Regions from separate parts of the Mus musculus genome. Here all the other regions are linked to region 1. Evidence: chromatin contacts called from public ChIA-PET data. All regions are on one chromosome and are shown on one strand. The core of a region is the stretch at or near the end of the contact, and the rest is flanking DNA. Distances in the headings are between cores, read along the strand shown. Region 1 overlaps Nt5c2 (5'-nucleotidase, cytosolic II). Region 2 holds the start of Sfxn2 (sideroflexin 2). Region 3 has its middle 21 kb from the start of Trim8. Region 4 overlaps Wbp1l (WW domain binding protein 1 like).

Region 1 (3,279 bases), core at 455-2,954:
GTGGCCGTGAGACCCAGTAGGACTGGGAACACCGGACTCCCTAGTGTCACACACTCCAGTCTTGGGAGCTCAGTCTAGCATGAAGAAAGGATTCCTAAATTCTGATGCTCTACAAAGCCTGAAAACTGAGTGTTTTCAGAACTCCTAGGAAAGGTTCTGAAGAGTGACGGAAGGGCGGGCTGCCATTTCTGTCCTCTAAATTATTCAGACTTAGGAAAACGGTGGAGAAGTTTACTGATGACAGACAATCCCTGTTTTCCATTCTGAAATGTCCAGTCACCTGCCCCAGACAGACCTCCCAGCACATCTGGGAACGTGTGGGAAATCACCAGCTGGTCTCTCACAAAGCTCCTTAGCAGCTCCTTCTGGTGACTTAACGTGGAGTTCTTGCAACTGCGTGCTTTTCACAGCCACTTGAAGTGCTTGCTCGCTCGCTAGCTCTCCTGGTGAGTCACCTGGCTGACAGTGTCATCTGGCCAGTAACAAACTGTTGTATCCACACAACACAGTAAAACATAGAAAGCAAACTGAGTGATATCCACCTCTGCTCTAAGGAATGAACTAATGCAAGGTGACTCTGCAGTTGTCACATGCCACGCAGAGGTGATCTGGGCTTGAGAAGGCTTAACACTGTCAAACTAGGCAATGTCCTCAATGACAATTTAAATGAGAATAGTAACTAGGGTGAATACGGTAGTCTCTAAATTTTAAAAACAGAGATGACAACTAATAGGCCACGTACATGTTCCAGAAATTTCAGTCCGAATGCACGTTACTTGAAATGACTTACTGTAAAGTCAGTGAGTGCTGGCAGCTGCAGCCTTGGCTCAGTGGCTGTGCTCCATACCTTCAATGATTACTTTAAAACAAGCCAGGCAAGGTGCTGCACGCCTTTAATCCCAGCACCCGGGAGGCAGAGACAGGCACACCTCTTTGAGTTCAAGGCCAGTCTGCTCTACATACTGAACATGTCCCAGGACAGCCAGGGCTACATAGAGAAAATTTGTCTTTTTAAAAAATGCCTAAAACCTCAGTGAAAAAAAATCCTTATACCCATGAAACACTGTACATATAAGCATGTTTTTAACTAAAAGTGATACAGATATGGTGAGCAATTTTGAAAATGTATTTCCCTTAAAAAGAACACCAACCCTAAAGCCATTTGAAGAGCAATAGCTGTGACGGCTAATAGTTGTACTACACAAGGGCCAATGTTAGCATTAGACATACATTTTACTGAGTTCTAGAATAGCCAGGACCCTAGTGACCAGGGCCAAGAATGGGAGAAAGCAAATCAAAGTTAAAGCAAGAATCTCTGACACTGCTCAAGTGCGGGACAGCTCCCTGCACTGGCAGGGCAGGCACAGCCTTCACGCTCTCCTCAGAACACAAGGTCGTTTCCTGTCACGGGAACTGACTGACTGTGGCGAGGAGGAGGGTGCACCTGCAGGCCACGATGCCGTGGCTGCTGCTCTGGGAACTTGCTCCTCTGTACTCTTCAGGTACATTCCCCAAAAGGATTGTTTTCATAGAATAAAAAGCATTTGTGCTACCAACTTTAAAAAATGTAGTAGGGATGGTAACTTCTGCCTCAAATTCCAATCCCCACAGTCAAGAATCACCTACAGCAAGGAAACTCACAAAGGCACCGAATGACACAGCAGCAGCCTTGCCAGAGCCACCGAGGAAACCCAAAAGCTAACGGAAGGAAACCTGACCTCAACAGACGGCTGACTACACTTGATAATGAAAGCATGTATTTCTCCACTGATTAGCAACACTGTGAAGCACTGGACAAGTGGGGTTTGAAGCAGCGGTACAGCCTGTATACAGCATTTGTGGATCTCCTCTTCCTACCAGTCCCGTGGCTCTGTTCTGAAACCCTTTTTTACTACCTTCGTACATCCAGATGACACGCTGACGATGACAGACACAGAAAATCATTACAAGCCATGTGGTGCGATCTGTGTGCACTCCACCTGCCTTTACCTGTTCTTCCTATACAGTTTCAAACCATCTGCAGAGAACAGATACACAAAACTGAAGTAGCTATGATTAGAATTATTTAAAGCCTTGAGAAACTTTCCAAACTTTCCAGGACTTCTGATGGAGTCCTCCCACCCTCCCTAACAGAATCCAAACAGGCCACCCCTCACCCCGTGAGTCTGACAGACTTGATGGGTGCTCCGGTTTCTAGTCTGCCTTCCTATTCTTCCTCTTCTTCCTCTTCATCATCATCTTCATCATGGCAGTGTGTGATCTCCTGGGGGGCCAGCGGGAAGAGGTTGGGGGGCTTGATCTCACTAATGGACCTTGTAAGCTGGTGTCGCTTATAGTCAGTGTCTTTGAAATCCACTGACGTGCGGTTCCGGGTGGCGAGAGGGGACTCCATCTCATTGATATCCACATGCGTGTGTTCCACCGTTGACTCGTGCGGCATCTAGAGCAAAGCAAACACTCAGGCTGTAGGCAGAGCGAAAGTGAGTACTGTGCTAACCACTCCGCTTCCCAAGCAGGAGTGCCTAAGCTCCGCTCCCTCCCTACAGCATGGAAATCCGTAAGAAACCTTACGGATGCTTTTATACTTCCTTAGCCAGCCCTGCCCTGCAACAGCAGTATCAGGACATACATATAAAAACAGTTATATTGCCAGGTGTGGTGGCGCACGCCTTTAATCCCAGCACTCGGGAGGCAGAGGCAGGCGGATTTCTGAGTTTGAGGCCAGCCTGGTCTACAAAATGAGTTCCAGGAAGCCAGGGCTACACAGAGAAACCCTGTCTCGAAAAACCAAAAAAAATTATTTCAATTAGCACTAACAAGTCTTTTTTGGGGGGTGGGGTAGGGCACCTCTCAATGTAACCCTAAATCAGAGATCAGTACCTCCCAGGCACTAGGATTAAAGGTATGCACCAATACACCCCGCATTTTTTTTTAAGATTTATTTATTTATTTTATGTATGTGAGTACACTGTCGCTGTCTTCAGACACACCAGAAGAGGATATCCAATCCCATTACAGATGGCTGTGAGCTACCATGTGGTTGCTGGGGATTGAACTCATGACCTCTGGAAGAGAAGCCAGTGCTCTTCACCACTGGGCCATCTCTCTAGCATCTCTATGGTCCATCTTAACTGTCAATCAAAAGTAACGGTACTCACCAGGACATGGGCAGCTCTGAAGAGGTAGCTGAATGGGTAGTACAGCAGGTTGATGAACGAGGCCGCATAGAGATCTGCATAGCGCATCACTTGGCTGGCAAAGAGTGTCTGCCGGGAGCCG
Region 2 (3,230 bases), core at 116-2,615, 310 kb before region 1:
ATCCACGCGATGGTTCCCAGACATCCGTAACTCCAGTTCCAGGCAACCAAAGCTCTCTTCTGGCCTCTGCAGGCACCAGGCACACACGTGGAGCACAAACATACATTCAGGCTAAACACCCATACATATACATTAAATAAAATAACGATTTTAAAAAATCAACAAGGAACCGAGTGTTTCTGGTCAAAAATCTGTCACACATCATACACTTTGGAAAAGCCTTAATTAAGGTTAACGGAGACAAGGCTTGCTTCAAATTGATGCTCACTTTCTATTGTTCATTCTTTTTAGTTTGAGGTGAAGACCTTTGGTCCTCCTGTGGCCTCAGGCAAAAGGACACTGCAAATTTGAAGGAAAAGCTAGGACACGGGAGGTTAATTTGCTTCTATCTACATGGAATAAATACGGAGCAAAAAATCGCTCATCAACAACCATTATTTCTTCGCAGAACTTTCAGCGATTAAGTTGGGACTGCAGGAGCGCACCCACCACAGAGACATCCATTCCCAGCGGTACCTCTTATTGTCCTGGGACTTACTCCCTACACACCTCTCACTCAGAGACGCGAGCATCTAGGAAAGCCAGGTTACAGCTCCCTGGTGCTGCCAGGGTGATCTCAAAGACAGTAGAGCCGCGCCTCTCCCACTTTTGGCTGGTTCTCAGATGAACCCCACAGTCCCGAGGCGCCGAGAGGTCGACTCTGCAGTAAGATCTGAGAGCTTGGTCTGATCTCCGCAGCTCTAGAGTCGCCTTCATCCCAGTCCCTAGAAAGATGATGGTGCCCAGGCTTCCCCGCTAGCCAAGCACTCCATGCCTCGAATCTATCGCAAACCCCTCTTTTCTCTCCAGGCCTAGGCCTCCCTCCAGGCCCACTTTAGGGGCTCCTCCTTCGCCCCTGAAACCGATCTAGAACCCCAAAGATCAAGGCGAGCCCCATCCCACGTCCTCCTCGGCTTTACGCGCAGCGCCCCGCCCTGGGACTGGTGAAAGGAGGGGGGGTGACTGGTCAGCTCTGGAGGGGCCAGGGCCCCCACACTCACCATCCTCAAGCCGAGTCCCTCCTCCTCCTCCTCCGCCTCCTCCTCCTGCCTCCCCCGTTACCAGGGGTAACTGCTGCGGCGCCGCCCCTGACGTCCCTCGCACGCACAGCGGAGGAACGGAGCAGCGGGATGGGGCGGGGTTCTGCTCCTCTCTACCCAAAGTGCGCAAGCGCGCCAAAGCGCCCGCCCATTGCGCAGGCGGTCTCGGGAGGGGCGGGAGGGCGGGGCGGGCTGGTGAGCGACCCAGCGGGAGGTGCAAAGCCGCCCACGTGGCTGGCCGGAGCCTGTGGCCTCTGATTGGTCGGAAGTGGGGGCGTAGGGCGAGGGGGTGGTTCCCGGGCCTAGCCGCGACACTTCAGTTCTGCTTTCCTGGTCAGCTTCGCCTGGTGGCAGTCGCGGGGTGCATCCCTCTGGGACCAGGTAAGAGTTCGCAAGTGCAGCCAAATGCACAGCTACTCCTAATCCCCGCGCCTCCGAAGGGAGCGTGGTTCTGCTCTGTTGCGGCTGCCAGGCGCTGCGTGCTGGACTTGCATCTGCAGAAGCCGCGTGGCCGGAGGGACCCACCAGGGCTCCAATGGATTCTTCCCTTCTGACCCCGGTTGTCTTCGGGTGCCAGGCTTTAGGGCTCAGGAGTTGCGGCTACGTCTCTATCTCCACATTCTTGTTAGAATCCAGGATAGGTGATTTGTACTGTGTTGGGGGAGGTCGCCTGAGAGAGGGCGAGAGATAGGGAGGTTGGGGACCGGTCCCTAGCATTGAGGTTAGCTGGCAGCGGGAGTGTTAGATTGTTTGGGATCTGCTGGATTTTGCTAAACCGGGTTAGACTGCAAGCGCTACCTCCCGCTCCTCTCACGCCCAGGGCCGACCACAGGACCTTTGTGGCATGTTGGTTCCCGACAACCTGCCTTCGTGGAAATTGCATTCTTCCTAGTGGAATGTTTTTTTTTATATGAGGTTTAATTTCCTTACAACCCTAGAAATCGGTTATTGTAGATGATAAGAGTCCGGACTTGAACTAACTTGTAAACTATTTTTTTTTTTTACTTGTAAACTATTTTATAGTGTTGCTTGTAAACACTGTGGCCCAGGTAGGAGTGCTGTTTGCCCCCGGGGACTGAACTCAGAATGCAGGGGTTTGTACAGGGTAGGCAAGCACTCTGCCACCGACCTACATACACTACACCCCACACCTCAGAGCTGTTTATACCTGTTAATAAGCAGAGAACTCTTCCAACAGCTCATAGTTTAGGTAGAAGTGGTATCTCTGGAAGTCTGTTGATGTGTGTTTACCTGTTATCTATCTTACAGGTCCATGTATGTCACGTACATAGAGAGCAATTCCTGTCGCAAAGAAAGGGTGACATATTATTATTATTATCAATAGTTTAATCTGGGGTTCAGGCGTTACCTCTTTCACCAACCTAGTTGCCATTACTTAAACAAAGGCAGATTTTTCCAGTATGGGTTTTCAGGTTTGTTGTCGTTGTTGTTTTGAGAGTCTTACTATGGAACTCTGGCTGGCCTGGAACAAAACTATGTAGACCATACTGGCCCTAAATTTGCACAGGACTGCCTCCTTCCTGGGTACTTCTGGGCACTGGGTACATAGTGCGAAGCTTTCAGGTCTTTTTTACAACCAAGTAAAGAACTTTCTATAAAACCTTTAAAACTATTTGCTTTACGTATATGAATGTTTTGTCTGCATGTATGTAAGTGCATCATCACATGTGTCTTTGGTACCCGGGAGCTGGAGTTATGGGTGGCTGTCAGTCACCAGGTGGGTGCTGAAAACTGAACCCAGGGATTCTTGCAGAGCAGCGATTGCTCTTTAAAGTGCTGAGCCATGGCTCCAGCCCCACAGTCAGAAACATCTGCTACCTGCCTACTTGTATCGGATCCTTGGAGGGAAAAGTCAATTCTGAATCTTGACTAAAGAAGTTCAAGGTGATCAGACAGAAGGTGGTGGCGCACGCCTTTGATCCCAGCCCTTGGGAGGCAGAGGCAGCTGGATCTCTGAGTTCGAGGCCAGCCTGGTCTACTAGGACAGCCAGGGCTACATGGAGAAACCCTGTCTCAAAAAAAGGAAAAGGAAGAATAAAAGAGGCACTAGGTGAGTTGTTAGATTAGAGACCCCTCCCCTTCCGTTTATCTACTAATCTACTGCTCTTCACACTGGGGCCCTTTTGTGGG
Region 3 (3,469 bases), core at 650-3,149, 370 kb before region 1:
TTGAAAAGGAACCCATCTGCTCTGTGCCCCGAGTTACTTTTCATTATTTACATTGAGGTAACACAGGGGTGGTATGTGGGATGATGTGTCGTTTATAGAATGGAGGTGAGGGGTGACAGGCACCATCTCACATCACATGTCAGAACTAGAATAAGGGGACAGTTTGTGAAGGGCCTTGTGTTAAGAGTGATGTGGAAACCGGGCGGTGGTGGCGCATGCCTTTAATCCCAGCACTCAGGAGGCAGAGGCAGGCAGATTTCTGAGTTCAAGGCCAGCCTGGTCTACAGAGTGAGTTCCAGGACAGCCAGGGCTACACAGAGAAACCCTGTCTCAAAAAACCAAAAAAAAAAAAAAAAAAAAGTCATGTGGATTTCTGGTCTACCTAGGGGAACAAAATGGCGGGGAGTCATGTGACATATGGATGTCCTGTTTGTCAGTTGGATGTTGGTATCAAACACTGTCCATATGCGTCCCTGCTGCAGGGCATCATACAGGAGGAGGCATGGATGCAAATGGACAGCTTGTAGCCTAATAGGGATCTACCAGTGAACCCTCCCTGCCAGCTGTGGCACTCCAGGTTTTACCCACTAAACCATATACTTAGGATCAGTCTACCAACAGTCCACATGGTCCCAGGTCCCAGTGGCTTTGGGCTTCAGACCCTTCCTTCTTTGTAGGTCAAAGGTTCATTTCCTGTGCATGCTGTTGCCTTCCTTCACAGTCTAACTGTGATTCACAGGGCTAGAGAACTGGCCCCAGGATTCAGAGCATATCGTCTCTGTGACTCTAGCTCCAGGCCAGAGACTCTGCTCATACTTATACACAAGTTAAAGAAGAAAAAGACAAAGAAAAAGCCGGTGGTAGTGGTGCACACCTTTAGTCCCAGTACTCAGGAGGCAGGAGGATCTCTGTGAGTTTGAGGCCAGTCTGGGCTACAGAGTATGTTCCAGGATAGCCAGAACTACACAGAAACCCTATCTTGAAAAAAAAAAAAAATCTAATTGTGGCTTAAATGTCAGGGTACAAACTTTAGGGCTTACATTTCCAGCTAGGATATGACTCCCTGTGAAAACATGCAATATTAGTCATCTTTGATGGTTCAGAGTCTAGCACTGTGCCATTCATTCATTCATTCATTCAGGCAGCAAATATCCACTGAGATCCTTTTGGTCTTGGGCATCACTCCAGTGTTAGAATGCCACTGAACATGACCTCTGCCCATCTTAGAGCTGATAATCTAATGAGGAAGAGGCAGATGACAACAGTAAATAAGTAATCATGGGTTAGCAGCAAATACCACCAAGGAAAATGAAAGTGAGTTAGGGGGTGGGGCTATGAGAAGGAGGGGGGTGGTCTGTAGGTTCTTATACAGGGAGCTAGGTAGGTAGGCTCTACTGAGCAGAAAACTTCAAAAATACTGGGGTGATAGTAGCACACACTTTCAATGCCAGCACTTGGGAGGAAGAGGCAGGCAGACCTCTGATTTTGAGGCCAGCCTGGTCTACAGAGCAAGTTCTAGGATAGGACAGTCAGGGCTAAGCAGAGAAAACACTGTCAAAAAGAAAGAAAGAGAGAGAGAGAGAGAGAGAGAGAGAGAGAGAGAGAGAGAGAGAGAGAGGAAGAGAGAAAGAAAGAAGGAAGGAAAGAGAAAAAGAATGAAAGGAAGGAAGAAAGAAAACTTCAAGAATGTATGCATGTGAGGGTCAAATCCGGAGCTATTTGAAGCAATAGCAAGCAGGGCGGGCGGGAGAAATGAGCTCGCAGCTTTCCGGCAGAAGTTCATTTCAGGAAGAGTCAGGGGGTGAATGTGGTTGGAAAGAGTGAGGGAGGAACAGGGTAGTGAACGATGAGGTCATCCAGACAGTGAGGGAACTTGAGGCCACTGTAAGAGTTTTGCTTCTGCTCCGGAGATACTTGCTCAATGAATAAGGGCAGGAGAACCAAGTTCCTAACCTAAGCAGTGGTAGCCCTCAGCTTCTACGCAGGCGGCGCTTAATCATGTCCCAAAGGAGAGATAAAACAGAGAGGCACAAAGGAGAGAGACGTTCACTCTTGGAGCAGGTGTGGGAGTTCTAGCGGAGGGCAAGGAGGAGAGCTCATTTAGAATGTAGGGTCCGGGCTGGTGAGATGGCTCAGTGGGTAAGAGCACCCGACTGCTCTTCTGAAGGTCAGGAGTTCAAATCCCAGCAACCACATGGTGGCTCACAACCATCCGTAAGGAGATCTGACTCTTCTGGAGTGTCTGAAGACAGCTACAGTGTAGTTACATATAATAAATAGAATGTAGGGTCCATGTGGTGATCCAGTGGCTATATAGAGACTCTGTTTGAAAAGAGAAGGAGGAAGAGGAAGAGGAAGGGAAAAGGAAGAGGAAGAGAAAAGGAAGAAGGGGGGTGAAGGAAGAGGAGGAGGAGGGGGAGGAGGAGGATTTGTTTTGAGCTTGAGAGCCCTAGAAACCTGGAAAGCAGGTTTCAGGCAGGGGACTGCCTTTTTGCACAATAGCTCTGACCTCCACAGGGAGGAGGGGCCAGAAGCAGGAGAGAATGTGGGGAGAGATAAGGAATACAAGCCACTGTGGATATGGGGGCTTAGAAAGGACCAGGGTCAAGGGTGGGAGCCTAGTTCAGGCTTCTCTTCCTGGTTTGTCAACCCTGTGCCCAGAGTCAGCAGAAAAATCTCAGCTCTAGGGAGGAGGCAGCACAGAACCCCAGGCTGCTGAGGGAGCAGGGCAGGCAGCAAGATGCCATTGTGTGCCTGCAATCAAGAGGCTTCAGAGGAAATCAAAAGCGCCAACTGGATGTGTGCGCACTGTCTTACACTCGCTCTCAAATACACTCACACATTTGAGTGCGTACAAACGCGCGCGCACACACACACACACACACACACACACACGCACTTCTGCCTCTAAATGGGTCAAGTGGAGGCTGTGGTGTGGGTTAGCCAGGGAAGGCTAGGACGTGGGGTGGGGGTGGGAAGAGCAGCCTGGGCCCTGGTACCCGCTCACTCTCCTGGCACAGGAGATGGCGGCAGCTGCAGAGTGGAGTGGGATGTGAGGATAAATATACACCTCCCATGCATATGGATAATGCCCACAGCTGCCCTGCCTGCGCAGTGTTCATTAGGACCAACTGTTTCAGGAGCAGTTCAGGCAGGCGGGAGGGTGCATGCCCATTCACGGGCTCAGGGCAGGGGGGCTGCCTGCAGCTGTGCAGGCCCCGCCTCCTGCCTGGATCAGCATATCCCAGCCGCGGAATGAATCCTGCTCCCTCCCACTCTCTCTCTGCCCAACTCACTGCCCTGCTAGTTCTTGCAGGTCTTAGGGTGGAGAGAGGCCGAGAGCGAGTCAGGATGAAATCTATCTCGGGGGCTCGGTGTATTGAGGGGAAGAGTCGGGCTGGATTAAGTCAGTCTTCTGGCTTCAGGATGGGCTACTGGTGGCAACCAAAGATGATCCCCTCTTTTCCAA
Region 4 (3,259 bases), core at 465-2,964, 270 kb before region 1:
CATTTGGGGGTGGGGGGGGATAGTTACTCTGGACTGGGAATACAATTCTCAAAGTCTCAGGAGGCTGGAGAGGTGGTGGCTCAGTGGTTACTCAGTGGAGGACTCAGTGTGAGTGCCAGCACTCACATGGTGACTCACAACTGTAGCTCCAGTTCCAGAGCATCCGATGCCCTCTTCTGTGCTCAGTGGGCACATAACGTACATGTAGACGAAATAGACACATTAAAAAAAAAACACTTTAAGCTCTGGGGGGAGGCCTGGCCCTGCCCTTCCCCTAACTTGGACCCCGGATGAAGGCATTTTTGAAGTGTATTGGAAGCATAGGGTTCAGGAGTTGCTGTGACTGGACATGGAGTGACATGGGGCTAAGCATCCCTTGCCTGTGTGGCGCTGTCCTCTTGAGTTCTGCCACCCTCTGTTTGCACCCGCTTGGCTTGTATGCTCTCACAGTCCTTACAACCTGCAGGCTGGTTGCCTAAATGCTCTCTCCTGGCGTTTTTTGACCACGTAACCTTAAATCTAGAATAGGTTTGGTTTCCTCCTAGTTATAGGGCGGAGGGGCTGGTGGTAAAGGAAGGATCGCCCGAATAGATGATTAGTGTAAGATCCAGGAAGGGAGGGGCACAGTACCGTAAGCTGTGCTTCCAGTTTGTTCCTGTTTAATCTCACCATCCTTCATGCTGCCTCCAGGCACTGCGGATGTTACCAACCCAGAGCTGGGAGACCGGAGCTGGGAGACCGAGCTGGGTAGCTGCTCCCTATTTCCCATAATCAAAAAACCGTGTGAAGCGGTTAGCTCGTGTCCAGGTCCTCCCTGGAGAAAGGGAGTTTTGCCCCTGAGATGGTTTAAATACTTGTAATTCCTCAGCTGAGAATTAAAGATGAACAGATTGTGAGACACAAGGCCCCTTTGGTGGACTACAAGTCTGTAGTCCTAGCACTTGGGAGGTGGCTGGAGATAAAGGTCTGTTAAGTTGCAAGTTTGAGGCCAGCCCGGACTACTGGAGACTGGCAGTCTCAAATAACAATAACAAAAGGCACACACAGGAGGGTTTCCTAACCCCTTCCTAAAGTTTCTCGAACCCGAGGTCAGATTCAGGTATTCTCCTGATCTTGTACTGGCTTGTCGGGTTTTTGTGGCCAGGAAAATGAAATGTTACTAGCACTCCTGTTTTGCAATTCCTTCCTTCCTCCACTTTTTCCCCTTGTGTATGTATGGTGTGTGTGTGTGTGCGCGCGCGCGCACATGTGTACATGTGTACATGTGCATGAGACCACAGGTTGAGCGTGGATGTCTCCCTCAGTTGCCCTCTACCTTATTTTGTTGAGAAGAAGACTCTCACCAAACCTAGGTCCGTGCATGAGATTTACAGAACCTAGGTTATCTGAGACTTTTATCGAGCTGCTCAGACCTTAGAAGAGGAGCTAGGCTTGGGGTGGGGGAGGACGGACATGAGGAGTCGCAGGAGGGGGTGGAGCACCACTAGGAGGCTTTGTGCAGATGCTGGGACCCATCATCCCGGGCTGCTTCAGGTTGGGATGCTGCGAGCCCTTGCCTTGGGTCAGCCATCACTGCATTTGCTTTCCCACCAAAGAGTGGACCACGTTATTTTTGTCTTGCCCAAAGTTTACATAAAAAGTGAACGAAGTCAGCTTTGGTGGAGCCCAGGAAGCCCCAGTCATGCTGAGGGAGTTCCATTTCCTGTGGCTTCTGGGTGTGAATCATACAGGTGATGTGACCTGGTCTCTCTGTTGTTTCCGTTCTGTCACGATCCTCCTATTACAATTTCCTCCAGTGCTACAGTTGGAGCTAGGGTCTCACACCTCTCATGCAGCAGGCAAGCACTCAATCCCGGAGAGGCATCCCTGGCCCTTTTATTTCAGTGCGGTTTAGGATACGTGAAAAGTCTCTGCAGACGGCTTGCTAATTCCCATGTGATTCTTGGCTATGCACCTCTTTGGTTAGATGTATTTATAAGGTCAGAAAAACACCCAGATTTTGGCACAAAAGTAGACTCTTCTGTCCCCCTTGAACAAGTCGTGCTCCTGGAAGTGTCTGTTCTTCGTCAGTGATGCCTAGAGTCACCAGGAGCTTCAGTAAGCTCTAGACCCAAGATAGCAGACACCCACCCATCAAGTGAGTGTCTGCGGACTGATCGTTCCAGTCCAGAAGCATTCTCTTACTGGGTTGCAGAAGTGGGAACTGTCAGTGAGTTTTAGCTTGTGTAACTCTGACGTCCTTCCCTCCATGAAAACATGGAGATTAAAGCAGGATCCGAGGCCCATGCCTATCCCAGCATGAGGGGAAGGCTGAGACCGTAGGACCACTGAAGGGCATCCTGAGCTACATGGATGCCACAGGGACCTCAAAGTTGTAGTAATCCTCCTGCCTCTGCCTCCCGAATACTAGGCTTACAGACACGCACTGCCTTGCTTTGATTCTTGCCTCCTTTTCTTTCTTCCTCACATGTTCTGTGTGTGTCCATCATACTGGGCTCCACAGAGTGTGCTTACCCCCCATACACACACACACACACACACACACACACACACACACACACACGAGCTCCTCTTCCGTTCTTGCAGCTGCTTCTTGCGCCATTCTTCCTCAGGAGCTCTTAGGCTGACGTCTCTACCCAGCCCTTTTCTTTATTACGCAGCGCCTGTGTTTGTCTCCGTGTGTGCTTGTCTTTGTCCAAAACCGGGTAAGGAGGGTGAGGAAACTTCCCGCTTGCTTTGACAGCACATAGACTAGAGCTGTCAATCAGAATTCTTCATCACACTTCCTCCTGGTGGCTGGAGGCAGCTGTTGGGTATGAGGTTCCCAAATGAGTCTGGGAGACAATTTTAATTTATATCAAAATACGATTTCTGCGTGCCAAAGCCATTGCGGAGCCACGTAGGCCTGGGTGAAGTGCTCGCTCCATCTCCTGGGGCTGGGGGGGGGCACCCTAAATGAGTTACCTCATTTCACTCAAACTTAGGTTTTCCCATCTGGGACATTGGGACTCTCAGTCTCTGCTGAAGCTTCCTTTTCTGGAGATGTGAATGTTACTTGATGTGGAGCGCGAGGCTACCTATTGCAGCTAAGGACTCTGCTCAGCCACCTTCCCTGAAAGGCCCGGAAGAAGAGAGGAGTCTTGGGCTTTCAGGATGCTTTGAGGAAGGAGCAAGTCGTGTGACTCACAGAACTCCTCCGTGTGTGTGCGCTCGCGCGAGGTGTACGTTTCCTGCCTCAGCACGTATGCTGAGCGTCTGC

The links. ChIA-PET counts read pairs in DNA pulled down with a chosen protein or histone mark.
Region 2: an RNA polymerase II ChIA-PET map of memory CD8 T cells shows a contact between it and region 1, with 9 read pairs. The contact joins the promoter of Sfxn2 here to the enhancer-like site in region 1. A contact is called at or near these places in 1 of 39 promoter capture datasets (cranial neural crest), 2 of 15 datasets of contacts at CTCF or cohesin (the NIH/3T3 cell line and large pre-B cells), 46 of 484 Hi-C or Micro-C datasets (the AML12 cell line, B cells, CD4 T cells and 28 more), 10 of 115 datasets of contacts at active chromatin or transcription factors (T-cell acute lymphoblastic leukemia, astrocytes, bone marrow-derived macrophages and 7 more) and 4 of 9 other capture datasets (adipose tissue, embryonic stem cells, liver and 1 more).
Region 3: an RNA polymerase II ChIA-PET map of memory CD8 T cells shows a contact between it and region 1, with 24 read pairs. The contact joins two enhancer-like sites. A contact is called at or near these places in 3 of 115 datasets of contacts at active chromatin or transcription factors (memory CD8 T cells, microglia and pancreatic cancer cells).
Region 4: a contact with region 1 is called in an RNA polymerase II ChIA-PET map of memory CD8 T cells, with 68 read pairs. The contact joins two enhancer-like sites. A contact is called at or near these places in 2 of 115 datasets of contacts at active chromatin or transcription factors (effector CD8 T cells and memory CD8 T cells) and 1 of 9 other capture datasets (embryonic stem cells).

What each region holds. Positions count from the first base shown.
Region 1 is chr19:46,886,612-46,889,890 of GRCm38.p6, forward strand. It overlaps Nt5c2 (5'-nucleotidase, cytosolic II), which reads right to left. Exons shown (of 18, transcript NM_029810.5): 17 at 3,159-3,279; 18 at 1-2,440. The coding sequence ends at 2,207. Among named protein-coding and RNA genes, the nearest start is that of Nt5c2, 74 kb to the right of the region's middle. Within about 2 kb of position 1,705, at least 87 of the 459 cell types and tissues checked have an H3K27ac peak or open chromatin away from gene starts, as enhancers often do. A contact at or near this core is called in CD8 T cells, ECoMG-derived neutrophils, the G1E-ER4 cell line and 7 more, where this site is marked.
Region 2 is chr19:46,572,000-46,575,229 of GRCm38.p6, forward strand. Sfxn2 (sideroflexin 2) reads left to right here and starts at 1,366. Exons shown (of 12, transcript NM_053196.3): 1 at 1,366-1,460. Arl3 (ADP-ribosylation factor-like 3) reads right to left here and starts at 1,183. Exons shown (of 6, transcript NM_019718.3): 1 at 1,041-1,183. The coding sequence starts at 1,043.
Region 3 is chr19:46,520,787-46,524,255 of GRCm38.p6, forward strand. No RefSeq gene overlaps it. Among named protein-coding and RNA genes, the nearest start is that of Trim8, 21 kb to the left of the region's middle. Within about 2 kb of position 1,900, at least 206 of the 459 cell types and tissues checked have an H3K27ac peak or open chromatin away from gene starts, as enhancers often do. A contact at or near this core is called in memory CD8 T cells, where this site is marked.
Region 4 is chr19:46,615,872-46,619,130 of GRCm38.p6, forward strand. All of the region lies in intron 2 of Wbp1l (WW domain binding protein 1 like), which reads left to right. Among named protein-coding and RNA genes, the nearest start is that of Wbp1l, 18 kb to the left of the region's middle. Within about 2 kb of position 1,715, at least 71 of the 459 cell types and tissues checked have an H3K27ac peak or open chromatin away from gene starts, as enhancers often do. A contact at or near this core is called in memory CD8 T cells, where this site is marked.